2 separate regions of the Sus scrofa genome follow, and region 2 is linked to region 1. Evidence: chromatin contacts called from public Hi-C data. All regions are on one chromosome and are shown on one strand. Each heading gives the region's core, a stretch centred on a gene start, on an enhancer-like site or on the middle of the called end of the contact. The rest is flanking DNA. Distances are from core to core; before and after follow the strand shown. Region 1 holds the start of SLC25A15 (solute carrier family 25 member 15). Region 2 holds the start of CKAP2 (cytoskeleton-associated protein 2).

Region 1 (7,141 bases), core at 4,336-6,835:
TAGGGCAGTTGGGGAGTTCCTCTTGTGGCTCAGTGGGTTAAGAACCTGACATAGTGTCCATGAGTATGCAGGTTCAATCCCTGGACTTGCTTAGTGGGTTAAGGGTCCAGTGTTTCCACAAGCTGCAATGTCAGTTGCACATGCATCTCAGATCTGGTATTGCTGTGGCTGCAGTGTAGGTTGGCAACTGCAGCTCCAATTCGACCCCTAGCCAGGGAACTTCCATATGCTGCGGGTATGGCCCGAAAAAGAAAAAAAGAAAAAAGAAAAAATAGGGTGGTTGGATTAATCTCAGAACTTTGGGATCTTTTGTTTTTGATAATTCAGCCCAATCCAATTTCAGCCTCATTTTTTCTCCTTCCCCCCTTCCTTTTCAGAGGAAGAGGAAATTTTATTCCGTCTTGCTCCTTAAGGATGGAGCAAGAAAGGGATAGAAATGGCAGGTTTATCCTTCCAACTGGCCTTGCTCTAGGTTCCCTCTGATGCTGATGGTCTCTGCCAGAGTGAGAGTTCCTTGGAGATGATGCAATGGGGCTTCCTAAGGGGTCGTGTAGGGGTCACCCCAGCCCCGTGTGTGGTGGAGCCCTTTCTTAGAGAAGGGCAGACATGCATCCTTCTGCTGCCATTAGCCCATCCCCAGAACACCCTCTTTGCCTGCCTGAGTAGTCCTAGGGCCCCTGCCCTTCCTGTAACTGATACTGTCCCTCCTGTGAAAGTCATGGGAACCATTGAGAACCCTGCTGCCCTTCACCAGGCCACTGACCCTTCTGACCCGCTGGCCAAGCCTCCCACCTTCAGAATCTCTGTGAGAAACAGGCACCAGTCCTTATGTCCACAAGACCCCTGTCCTCCCACTGTCCCAACACACACACCATGCTCTTCCAAGATCCCCTCCTCATGATCAACTCTGCATGGACAGGAGGTGCACTGAGGAGGGTGCAGGCTGGGCAGCTCCACCAGTGGCCAGCTGCGGAGGGAGCTAAGTGGGTTCCCTTCAGTCTCTTGGTGACCCAAATGATTTGGTGGGGGGGGGTGTGTGGAAATAGGGCTCCTGACACAAGCCCTGCACTGTCCCTGCCTCCTCTCCTCATTTGCCTTTGATTAATGACCAACTTCTCCCCTCACCCCCCAGCCATCCCTTCCCAGTCCAGGCTGTGATGGCAGAGCCTGGGTCAGGCAGGCTGGGGTGATGGATGAGGAAGCATCAGGGTCCGGCACCTCTTAGCTCTGTAAGGACTAATGTCTCTCTTTCTCGCCCTCTCTCTCTCTCATGACCTTCCCCTAAGCATTGAATCTTAGCATCAGTTTGGACAAGAAAAATCCTACCTAGCACCACATTATACTTTTCAGTATTAAATCACAAGCGGTTTTTTTTTTTTTTTTTTTGTCTTTTCTAGGGCCGCTTCTGCAGCATATGGAGGGGTCTAATTGGAGCTGTAGCCGCCGGCCTACACTACAGCCACAGCAATGCGGGATCCGAGCCGAGTCTGCAACCTACACCACAGCTCATGGCAACGCTGGATCCTTAACCCACTGGGCAAGGCCAGGGACCGAACCTGCAACCTCATGGTTCCTAGTCAGATTTGTTAACCACTGCGCCACGGCGGGAACTCCACAGTGGTGTTTTTTTTTTGTTTTTTTGTTTTTTGTCTTTTTGCCATTTCTTGGGCCGCTCCCGCAGCATATGGAGGTTCCCAGGCTAGGGGTTGAATCGGAGCTGCAGCCACTGGCCTACGCCACAGCCACAGCAACGCGGGATCCGAGCCGCGTCTGCAACCTACACCACAGCTCACAGCAATGCCGGATTGTTAACCACTGAGCAAGGGCAGGGATTGAACTGCAACCTCATGGTTCCTAGTTGGATTTGTTAACCACTGCATCACTACGGGAACTCCTTTTTTTTTTTTTTTTTTGCACAAGTGGTATTTCTAACTCCATGTTAAATGATCAATTTACACAACCACCTGGGCATACAACATAAAGCCTTCCTTCTCTGGTTGTCGTTTGATTCAGAGAAAGGGATTCTCCACAAGAGAATAGAGACAAACTTCAGATCTCCGACTGATCACAGTAACCAAAATACATGAGAAGAAGAAAGATTGAAGAACTATAGGCTGGAGGCAGTCTAGCGCAATGGTGACCAAGGCAACTGTTCTGCCATCATTTGTGTCACCTGGCCTGCTCTGGTTATTAGTGACCAAACTAAGGACTATTTCTCCAGATCTGATGATGAGGCTCCCTTTGCAGAGCTGGGTCTAGGCACGTGACCCAGGCTCCAACCATCAGCTGCATCCACAGGAGATCAATTTGGAAATGAGAAACACAAGGCAGCAGAGTGGCGTGGCTGGGGCTTCTCAGGCAAGGCTGGGAATGAAGCTGCCCAGCTTCGGAAGAGCAGCAACTCCAGGCTGAGGCCCTGGCACGAATGGGACAGTGGTACAAACTTTAACATCCAAAGCTCAGAAGGAGCATGGTTTCCATGGCTGACCAGTGAGCAGTGGGTTTGAGGACTTGTTTCAAGCCTTCAGAGTGGACCATCTCCCTGTTCAGCAGCTGTGAGAGTCACCCAGTATCCTTTTAGCAAGATGATTTATGTTTTTGAATTATTTGTGACTCCAATTAACACTTTGTTAAAACACACCCATATGGTATCAGGGCCAAAAATCTTCAAGTGGTGAAATTATTTCTCCTTTTAATATCATTAACTAGCACATTGTGAAATTCTGTTGAAACAGCAAAAGCTCCCTTATCCACGTAACCACTCTGTCCCCTCACCTCTGACCTGTGTCATACCTGCCCTCAAGTCACAGAGCTAGCTGCACTGACACCCCTGGATTGTGCAATTCCAACTGCAGCAAACAGCTGTCTGAGCAAAGAGGTCAGGGCATTGAATTATTTGCTGTTTTGAACCTGGGTCTGAAATACCATTGGGTTGACTTACTTATGCAGAGCCGTGGTGTATGTTGCTAAAATTCTGTTCTCAAGAGACCATTAGGTCCCTGGGAAATTACCCTTAGGACAAAGCTGGCACAGAGACGTCCACGATCTAATGCCAGCCAGGTGGTTTTCCAATCAATTCCCTGAGCTCCTGTGAGATGTTAAGCTTTTACACATCTATGTATTTCCTTTTTTTTTTTTTCTTTTTATGGCCACATCTGTGGCATATGGTCAAATCTGAGTTACAGTTGTTGGCCTATGCCACAGTCACAGCAACACCAGATCTGAGCTGCATCTGTGACCTATGCTGTGGCAACTCTGAATTCTTAATCCACTGAGGGAGGCTAGGGATCGAACCTGCATCCTCAATGAGACCATGTTGGGTTCTTAGCCCACTGAGCCACAGTGGGAACTCCTATTTCTCTATTATTAAATCAGAGATAGCAGGGCCATTGCTGTGAGTGATTTTAAGCTGCTGAAGTCGTTTTATAAAACATTATGGAGGGAGATTTATTCCAGGAGAAATAAATTCTGGTTCCTGCAACCCTCTTGCTTTTAAGAGGAAGCCTTCTGGGAGGTATTGCTGTGTAGCATAGCAGTTAAGTGCATGAGCTTTGTTGAGTCCCAGCTCTTCCCTTCATATCTGCACCTCACTGGGCAAGTTCACTTGACCTCTCTAAGCCTCAGTTTCTTTACCAGCATCGTTGTCCACCATGGTGGTACAGCAAGCAAGACAGCAAGTAGAGAAAAAAAAACATGAGGGTTTGTGCAAAAAGGCAACTTTGTAGATTAGGGGTTAAAAACTTGCATGAAAGTTTCCTGGTTGCTTTTTAGTTTATAGAGTTGAGGCTGAGGGTTGTGAAGGAGAGGTGAGGGAGAGGGGAAATGCAGAAGGCGTGGGGAGAGTGATGAGAGTTTGGAACAGCCCTTTTGAGGGTAGGGAAAAAATGGGCTCAAGCAAGAAAGAACAAAGTATTAGGGGGGAGCTGATGGCTTGGTGAGGGTGCAGACCCTGATCTGGAGGGGCACCCCTCTCCTCCGTGCTGGATTGCTGCAGCAGGCTCCTTGAGCAGGGAGGTTCAAAGGAAGCCTCGATGCTGTCATGTGATGGTTGGAGTTTCAAAAGGTTAAATGACTCATTGAAGGTCACTGAGATTTTTACGCAAGTGGCCTGTCTCCAAGCCCAGTGCTCTTTCTCATCTGTAACAGGAGATATAGCCCTATCCCTATCTCGTTCCCTTGGGCTTCATCTTTCAGGTTTGCAAGAGCCTCTGGGCCAGGCGCTGCGGAAAGGCCCAGTCCTCTAGGATGTTGTACTGTAGGTTCTGCTCCTCATCTGCTGCCCACTGGTTATGTTACATGTCACTTTGGGCAAGTCACTCAAAGCCCCTGGCTTGTTTCTATAATGAAGTTATGTTCTGGAAGCTTGAGTTCTAAAGTGCTGATTTTGGGAGAAGACAGTCTTGTGCTGTGTTGAGGAGCCCCTCATTCACCAGGAGCTCGGACGCCTTCATAGCACCTCCTTCCTCCAGAAGGTCTAGTCAGCTGTGCATCCATGTTTAAAGACTCACACAAGTTACCTCAAATATTTGTCACTGGCCCTCACATAAAATCACTTAAATATACATTGGCAGTAGTCAAACATCACATCCAAACAGGGCAGAAAGTTGTAAAAGAAAATGACGGCACGTTTTAAGGAAGAAAACTGTGTAGAAAAGTCAAATAAATCCATGAAGTTTGAACCAAGGCCCTCTGAAGGCCATGGCTGTGACACTGAGCACCTGTCAGTAATAGACCAAGACCTTTCCAACTGAGTGGATCTGTGTCTAGTGCACTAGAGAAAATTCCTTTACTCCTGGTACACAAGACTTCTTTTTTAAAAAGGGCCGCACCGGTGGCATATGGAAATTCCCAGGCTGGGGGTCGAATCAGATCTGCAGCTGCCAGCCTACCCAAAGCCACAGCCACCAGGGATTCTAGTGGATCTGCTTCCTCCACCACAGCTCACGATAACGCTGGATCCTTAACCCACTAAAGGAGACCAGGGATCCAGCCTGTGTCATGGACACTAGTCTGCTTGGTTACTGCTAAGCCACAACAGGAATTCCCAACAGACTCCCTGAATTGAGCTTTTTAATAAAATGCCGGAGAGCCATAGAACCAACTATAATTCATTAGGAATTGAGAAGACATTTAGGGCTATAGTTTTCATCGGTGGGTGTGCTTTTCCAAATGTCATCAGTGGAGCCGGAGCTCCTCGAAGAAGAATTAGTGGGAAATGTTTTGGGTTTGGTTTTCACCAGCAATAAGTGAATTTATTTTCCATCACTACCTTTCCAGTACTTTCGTACTCAATTATAAAATGAGAGCCTTGAGTTTCGAGTCCGAGCAAGGTTAACCAGCGTAAAGGCATCAGTCACTCGTCCAAACTCCGGGCACCCTCAGCCCCCTCCCTGAGATCTCACTAGAATCGAGCTCACCGAGCGCTTCCGGGAACCGCGAGGCACGAAAGCAACGTGGAGGCCTGGGCTCCCAGCCCTCCCGCCAGCCCCGCCAGCCCCGCCAGCCCCGCCAGCCCCGCCAGCCCCGCCAGCCCCGCCTGCTCCCGGCGAGGGGCGGCCTTTTGGCCTGAGCGCGTCGCCGCACCGCGCCGATTTCCGCTTCCCCGGCGCGCGGCTGGGGGCTGGCGGGCAGGAGGCTCACCGGCCCAGGCCGGCCCCGCGCAGCCCGCCCCGGCTGCAGGGGCGCTCCTGAGCCCGCGGGGCCGCCTGCAGGGAGCAGTCCGGCGCGGGAGGCGGGGCGGAGGGCAGGCCTGGCGCCGACGTGTGTGTGAAGCGGCCGCCCCCGCAGCCCAGGGAGAGTCGAGAGCAGGCGGCGGAGCGCGAGCAGGACGCAGCCGGTCGGCTCGGCGGTGAGCGCAGCCCCGCCGGGCGCTCGCGGGCTGCAGGGAACTGGCCGGGAGGAGGGAGTGGGGAGCGGGCGGGCCTCCGCGCCTGAGCGGCGTGACCTTTCCGGGCAGCTGGGATCCGGGGTCTCGGACCCGCCGCACACGTGCCCGGGGACCCGCGGGCGCCCCACTCCCGGGCGCTGCCCCGGGCTCGGCGGAGACTGCGGGGCTCTGCGGCCTCCTGCCCGCAGTGGTCAACTCCTGGGAAAGGTTGTCCTCCTTTGCCCCCTCGTCGTGTCACCGAGCCTCCGGGCTCCGCGCCATCTGAGTCTCGCGCCGGACGGGGCGGAGGCGCTTATGAATGGGAGACTCGCAGATTGCTGGGCAGAGTCAGCGAACCGGGAAGACCAAGTTAGAAGTCGTTTCCCTAAGCCGCCCCTCGTGCGGACTGGGATCCCGAGCCCCCGGAGCTGGAGCCCCTTCCCGGCTGCTGAGCAGCGAGGCCGGTTTGCATCCCAACGCCCTTGGGCTTCAGCTCTGGGCGGTCTGGATGGAGGGCGGCCTCCCACCGCGCCAGCTTCGGCCTGAAGCTGGAATCTTCCCGGAGCAATTCGTGTTAATTAGTGGGGAATGAGGCCTCCTCGGATTTTCCCCCAAGAAAAGAGAATTTCCCCAAGGAACGGGAAGATATTTGGCGCTGTTTCTTCTGGAGTCGGACTTTGGTGTAGTTTGAAAGAGGGGTAAAAGGGACGCTGTAAGGACTTAGTTTTTCTGTTCCACGGGTACCAAAGGCTCACGAATCAATGTAATTAAGTCATGCTAATCAGTCTTGCCTCTGCAAGACCTGTTATCTTCAAGCCAAACCTACGCTTAATTTGAAACAGTTGCCCACACCTTCTGAGTTACTCTGTGTTCTGTTTACTGTCCTAAAAATTCTACAAGCGGTTATTTGTAGCAGTTGATGCGTTTCTGACTTTTACCTAAAGGGGTTGACTTCGCATTGATGAGATAGTACCATCTGCTGTGCCTCTTTCCTGCTAAATTAAGAAAGAGATGTCCACCCCCCAAGGGAATGAACCCTAGAGAATTTTCTGAGAGGCTCTGCTGGACATACCCTGCCTGTGTGGCTCCTCTCCTCACTGCCTCCATTTTCCTCTAAAAGGCAGGGTTGGGTTTTTTCTGTGTGACCAGGTTGGGATACTCTGGAGTGAAGTATTGGTTGGTAGGCACAGGCCCAAAAGGCAAGACGTGCATTGCACCCTCTCTGCCACTGATTCCGTGTGTGACCTTTGACAAGCCTTTGCCTTCGCTGGCCTC
Region 2 (6,832 bases), core at 1,117-3,616, 260 kb after region 1:
TTAGTGGTTAACGAATCCGACTAGGAACCATGAGGTTTCAGGTTCGATCCCTGGACTCGCTCAGTGGCTTAAGGATCTAGCGTTGCCATGAGCTGTGGTGTAGGTCGCAGACGTGGCTCGCATCTAGCGTTGCTGTGACTGTGACGTAGGCCAGGGGCTACAGCTCCAATTGACCCCTAGCCTGGGAACCTCCATATGCTGCAGGAGTGGCCCTAAAAAAAAGGCAAAATAAATAAATAAATAAATTAAATAAAAAGATACCATTCTTGGAATGCATCATTCTGGAGGTTAGGGAAGAATCACTGTGTTGGAAGGCATCACCATCTCAGCCTATTGAGATTTTCATGATTTCCTTTCAGTTGCTTTCTTTTATTCACATAACATAAAATTAACCATTCTAAATGAAGAGTTAGGTGGCATTAATATACTCATAAGGTTGTACAATCACCACCGCTACCTAGTTCCAAAACATGTCCATCACTCCAGAGTAAAGCCCCCTACCTGTTAAGTGGTCTCCCCATTTCCCCGTAACCCCAGCCCCTGGCAGCCACCAAACTGTGTTATGTCTCTATGGCTTCATCTATTTTGGATACTTCGTGTAAAGGGACTCATATCACGTGTGTGACCATTTTTTGGCTGACTTCTCAGCATAATGCTGTTGGAGAATGGCTCAGATCATCAGTGTTGGAAAATGAGACACATGAACACAGGGAGATCTCGACAAGGCTCTTTTGCAGAAGGGCGCGGGTACTCAAAAAGGGTACTCAAATCTCGTGCAAGAAGAAAAGACCCTCCTTTTTTATCCCTAACGCAGGTGATGTTCCTGCCCCCTTCCCATTGGTCAGGTCAGGGCACACATTCTTCCCGGTTGGCTAATTGAAACAAACTGTTGCTGGGAGAAGAGGTAAAGAGGAGGGGGTCACAGGAGGGCAGTTCAGCTGAAACCCAAGCAAAATAGAGTAACCAAGGTTTCCTTTGATAGAAAAGAGATTATGCTGCTTTCCACTATGGTCTGAAGTTTCTTGAGTCACTTCCCCCCACCCCGCCCCCACCTCGCCCCCACACACAGAAGTTCCTAGGCTAGGAATTGAACAAGCGTCCCACCCATAGAGCCCCAGTGACAATGCCGGATCCTTAACCTGCTGAGCCACAAGGGAACTCCTTGAGTCACTTCTAACTGTTCTATATTGTTAAACTGTTCTTAATGGGAATCCTGGTTACCCAACCTATCTGATGAAACTAGCAAATAATTAACAATATTAAGAGTCGTATCTAACAGCAGTGATGTCCTAGGGATGGTAATGTATGCTATTTGGCTTCTGGTTCTCCCAGAATTAGCCTTAACTGTAGGCAAAGTTACACTAAAAATGGGACATTTCATCAAGGGAAAAACTACAGAATGTCCCAAATTAACCTCCTCATTAGCAAGATGATACGGTAAGACGCCTGAAGGAAAAAGGTGCGGGGCGGGGGACCACAGTTGAGAACTAGCTGTGGAAGCCCTCACCCTTGGCCAGGGGAGACAGAAATTGCATCTTCTCCTCTCCAACTCCACATTTAAAACCTGGCTGAAAGTGTTCAGCCAAACCTAGCCTCAGAGATCAAGCAAGGCAGAGAAATGGTACAATCCCTGTGTTTAAAACCAGGAAGGCGCAGCCCAGAACTCTCCCTATGTCTCCCGCCTCCAGCCACCCACAGACCCTCTAGCTCGGAATTATTTCATTTCATCTTATCCACTGGGTGTTTGCTAGGGTTTTACGATGGTAATATTCTTAGATAAGGACTGAAAGATTATGGCCACACACTTAAACGCACAAACATACACAATGTCTACAACAAACGCTATTTTATTTTCACGGGGGGGATTATAAAAGGAAGGTGTATTCCCATTTTATTCCTTTCTCTTCCTCTCCTCTTTTTCTCATCTGATAATTGTGTAGTACAGAGGAAAGTAGACCATAATTTCAGTTTCCCTTTGCAATCTGTGCAAACGTCGGCAAATAACCTCTTAGCCTGTCCCAGTATCTGTGAAACGAAATAACTTTCCACCTCAGAGCTGTGATGCAGCAATGCAGTAACATTTGTGGAAGGGAAATACACACACTCTCTGTACAGCAGTCAGTGCTTATAATCCTCCTCAACAACACTTTTCTCGCCTGCCTTCCTCAACGCGCTTCACGTCTAAAATGACGCCTATCTGCTCTGGCGCAGAGATTTATCAGGCCGACTCCTCCCACGCTGCCAAGTCCAAGATTAAGCGCCCCGTTTAGGTTTGAAAACCTAGGTCTAGAGCGGTCCTAACTGAACCCGTCAGTCGCAAGCCCCGCCCCTGCAATAGCAGCTCAGGCCGCGCCCCTCTACGCCCATTGGCCCATTCAATTCACGCCGGGCACCAATGGGCGGAGGCGGCAGCCGCGCCAACTAAGGCCTGGCCCCGCGCGCTGAGCGGCAGTGTGCTGAGACACGGCTGGAGAGAGCGAACCTCGGCCACGGTCTTTCCCGAGACGCGTTCCCTTGTCCCGAGCTGCGATGAGCACCCTAGCCGTGCCCCAGGACTTGCAGCTACCCCCGAGTCAGAGGGCCCAGTCCGGGTTCAGAGGTGAGGGCCGTGGTGGCAAGAATTGCGGAGCCTGCGGAAGGATCGTTTGCCGGATGGGCCGGGGTCAGCCGCGGTGTGGGGGTGTGGCTCGGACTCGGCGGTCGGGGCCTGGGTACGTAGACCAGCTTCTGCCCCATCCAGTGGTGGGAAAAACTTGAACAGGGCGCTCGGCCTCTCGCGACCGCATTCTTGACGTTTGTGAAGGGGACAATCGGAGTTGTGCAGGCTCCGTGGTGTTAAGTGTGAGGGTTGAACTCTTCACTTGTGGCCGCGGCCCACTGGCGGCGGAGACGGACCTGCGAATCCGTTTAGCGGGGTGGGGGAGTGAGCGGGGCTTCGGCCGGAACCCGAATTGAGGACCTGGGCCCTCGGGGGCGGTGCCGCGTCCGCACTGAGACCCGACTGCGCCTGCGCGGAATGCTCCCGCATCCGACATTGGGAGTTAATTTCAGAAAAGTTGAGGCGGGCTCCTCTCATGCTTCAAATTTGACTCCTGTTGCCTTCGACTTCATAGAACTATAGGGTTGGCCAAGTCTTCAGAAATAATAGGTATTTCTTTGTCCTATGCATGAAAAAACAATTCTGACCCAATTCTGCTAAATTAGAACTTGGAGTTTAGTGTCTCATCTCTACCATTTAGCTTCTTAAAGCTTGGCTTTTAGTAACTATCCGTTGGAAATGATGTTCTCCAGATTTTTTACTTTCAGGCAGTAGAAAATGTGATTCTTATACAGAGTGGTTATGGGGATCTTTTACAGTAATGATTTAAAAATGGGATTTTTTTTTTTCAAAGGCAGTTCTGAATTGGGAAATTTTCTGTTATATTCTAGACATGATCTCAAGTAGACTTTTGAAGTAAATCTTCATTTAGTCAATATTTTATTTGATGTTACTATTGTAACTGATGTTGACTTGTAGCTCTTTTGTTATTTAGAGCAAAGAAGAGAAAAACTCAAGGAATATCTGTTGAAAAGAAAAACTGCTTTTGCCCTCAAACAGGAAAATCAGATATTATCCAGGTGAGGTCGCATTTTTTTTTTCATTTCACATCTGGCAAATTATATCAGAGATGTCTAGTAAAAAGCTAATATGAGCCACATGTGTAATTTAAAATTTTCAGAGTTCCCGTTGTGGCTCAGGGGAAACAAACCCGACTAGCATCCATGAGGATGCAGGTTCAATCCCTGTTCCCACTCAGTGTGTTAAGGATCCCGAGTTGCTGTGGCATAGGCCAGCAGCTGCAGTTCAGATTCCATCCCTAGCCTGGGGAACTTCCATATGCTGCAGGTGTGGCCTTAAAAAGTAAAAAGATAATAATAATAAATAATTAAAAAAAAATTATAAAATAAAATTCTCTAGTGGCCACATTTTAATTGTTTTTTTTTTTTTTATTTATTTATTTTTTTTTTTTTTTTTTTTTTTTTTTTTTTTTTTTTTTTTTTTATAATGAAGAATCATCTTAATAACATCATTAGTTTTTAATTTGTATTTCTTTACATTAGGTACTTATTGATATATTTTGTCTTTATGAATGCTTCATACCAGGGTAGAAAGTACTCAGATTCCACTTAATATTTAGGAGATAGAGTTGGCAGGACATGGTGATTAGATATGGGGTGTAAAGAAAAAACAGAGTTTAAGATGATCCTGAATGTTCCAGATTAAAGGCAGCTAAAGAGTTAAAACAACTCAATTCAGGACCTGACCCTTATACTATACTTTATAGTGGAAGGGGAAATGCTCTAAAGAACATTATTAGGTCAGTTTTCAACTATGAACAGTAGATTAAAGTGGTAAATTTATGAATTTGAAAACTGTCCTAAAAAGAGCCATTGTCTATATAATTCATCTTGAAAAGTTCAAGAAAAAAAGTGCATGTACTCCACACATAAACACTTCAGAAAGAGTACAAATGATATGGGATTAAATGTTAACAGCAGGCAAATCTGGCCAATGAGTATATGGATATTCTTTGAATTATTTATAATTTTGCAACTTTATATGTTTGGCATTGTTCCCAAATAAAAATTTTAAAATATTTTTTTACCTTTACAGTAAGTAGTTGCTTTAACTTTAGAATAAACCGTATCTTTCACAAATCCCACAATTTTTTTGTTTAAGACAAAAAGATGATGATCTTAGACTTTTGATTTGAAATAGCTGAGTGGATAGTGATACCATATACTGAGATGGGAAGATGAGGGAGGAGTGGAGCAATCACAAGTTCTGTTTTGATCGTGTAAGTTTGAGGCAGCAATTAGTCTTGTCAGTGGAGATGCCAAATAGTCATGTGTTTGAAGTTCAGGGGTAGAATTGGCACTAGAGATGGAGACTTGGGAACTACTGGTATGTAGATGGTAATTCTATTGTCACTGACAAAGAGGAGTCCCTGAGAAGTGTAAAACTAAAAAATGCAGAAGAAAAGTTTAAAATTTGCAGCTTTGAGCCCTGGCGGGGTGAGGAAGAAAAAAGGGAGACTTAAAATAATTGGACCCCTGGGTAGGAGGGAAAAACAGAAGAGTTGGTGATTCAGCAACAAAGTGAAGAAAATGTTTAAAGAAAGAAGAGTGACTACCTATGTCTAGGGCTGTTGAAAGATTCAGTACGATGAAGACAATTGACTTTGAGTGGCAGAAACACAGAAGTGGATGAGCTTAGGAGCCAATGGAATGTGGCGACATGGAGACAGTGCGTAGATCTCTCCTTTTCAGGAGTTTTGCTCTAAAGGAAAGAAAAATGAGGCAGTAGCTGAAAGGAAATGTGAGGCTTAAGGCCTTTTAAGATGAGATACAATGCACGGTGTTTATTTGCTGTTGGGAATGACCTAATTGAGGGACAAGTTAATGAAGCAGAAGAATGAACAGGAAAAAGGTCCCTGAGTAGCCAAGAAGGAGAGTGCACGTGGAGAGTTTGGGCCTGGACCAGCTTGGAGTTGGCTCATCCGTGGGACAGAAGGGAAGCAGAGCATATGGGTAGACAGGCAGAGAGGCTAGTAGTCTTCGGTAGAGCAAAGATAGGCTAACTCTTAAGATCGCTTCTCATTTCTCAGTGAAATAACTTCATAGTATACTGTACACCAGAAGTTAATAGAAGCTGAGATCAATGGGAGTCTTGGTTAGTTAAGGTACCTCTTTGGGAGAACCTGGCAGGTTGGCCATGAGTATCGTCTCCCACTCACAGCAGACAGCAGACAGCAGGCCCAGGAATAACAAGAGGACTCTGCCAGCAGGTAGTGAATGCCAGAGCTTAAAGTGGGGATTGGACTTAAACATTGCAGACTGGCAATGCCTGGGAGGAAAAAGAGGCACCTATACTCATTAGATAGCTACCAGTGTGCCCTGTTCAGTGGCACATTTTGACCCTTCCTTGCCATCACTCAAAATGTGTAGTACAAGCTATAATAAACTTTTGCTCCTTTTCCAAGACTAAGCAAATAGATGTGAAAGGCACTGTAACTATAGAGAGAGCAGGTTTGTTGATTCTTTGTACACTTGGTTCACCTTTACAATCTCTGAACTTGGAGTCTGCCTTACAGTCAACATGTCTAATTGACCCTATTTTTCTCCTTTATTCATAGAATACATAGTCACTTGCTGAGAGATTCTCACAGTCTACACTAACCAGCCTATATGTGTAAAAGGGAGTTTAGGTTTAATTTTTTGTTTTGTTTTGCTTTTTAGGGCCACACCCTCGGCACATGGAGGTTCCCAGGCTAGGGGTCCAATCAGAGCTGTAGCCACCGCAGGCCTATGCCACAGCCACAACAACACAGGATCTGAGCCTTGTCTGTGACCTACACCACAGCTCATGGCAACACAGGATCCTTAACCCACTGAGTGAGACCAGGGATTGAACCTGAAACCTCATGATTCCTAGTCGGCCTCGTTTCCACTGTGCCACAACAGGAACTCCTAGGTTTAATTCTTGAAGAAGGCTTTGCTTTGGATATCTATTGTAAATGTAATGATAAAGTCAACATTAGTGGATAAATTAAGTTGTGAGTGTGTGCGTGCAACATTTGGATTTCTTTTGGGAGAGCTATCTTTAAATTTTTTCAATGTAAGTCTAGTACTAAGTACTTAAAACTAACCAAAGAAAGTGTTGCTTAATAAAGATTTTTGAAGACTTGTTTGAATGACTAGAGAGAAGAATGGTTTGAAATGAGATTACTAAATGTTTACATCATCTATGGGGGGAGGGTGTTAAGACTTGTAAGAAAATATCTTTGAATTC

The links. A called contact is a pair of places that touch in the nucleus more often than the background predicts.
Region 2: a contact with region 1 is called in a Hi-C map of skeletal muscle, with 3 times the contacts expected there. The contact joins the promoter of CKAP2 here to the promoter of SLC25A15 in region 1. A contact is called at or near these places in 1 of 5 promoter capture datasets (liver), 2 of 47 Hi-C or Micro-C datasets (omental adipose tissue and skeletal muscle) and 1 of 2 datasets of contacts at active chromatin or transcription factors (alveolar macrophages).

The regions. Positions count from the first base shown.
Region 1 is chr11:15,488,591-15,495,731 of Sscrofa11.1, forward strand. It overlaps SLC25A15 (solute carrier family 25 member 15), which reads left to right and starts at 5,586. Exons shown (of 7, transcript NM_001243910.1): 1 at 5,586-5,848. It overlaps LOC106505276, which reads right to left and starts at 6,148. Exons shown (of 3, transcript XM_021065390.1): 1 at 6,126-6,148; 2 at 5,418-6,055. The coding sequence starts at 6,148.
Region 2 is chr11:15,749,351-15,756,182 of Sscrofa11.1, forward strand. It overlaps CKAP2 (cytoskeleton-associated protein 2), which reads left to right and starts at 2,367. Exons shown (of 9, transcript XM_003130956.6): 1 at 2,367-2,599; 2 at 3,534-3,618. The coding sequence starts at 2,530. LOC110255751 (a long non-coding RNA gene) reads right to left here. Exons shown (of 3, transcript XR_002336535.1): 3 at 2,608-3,161.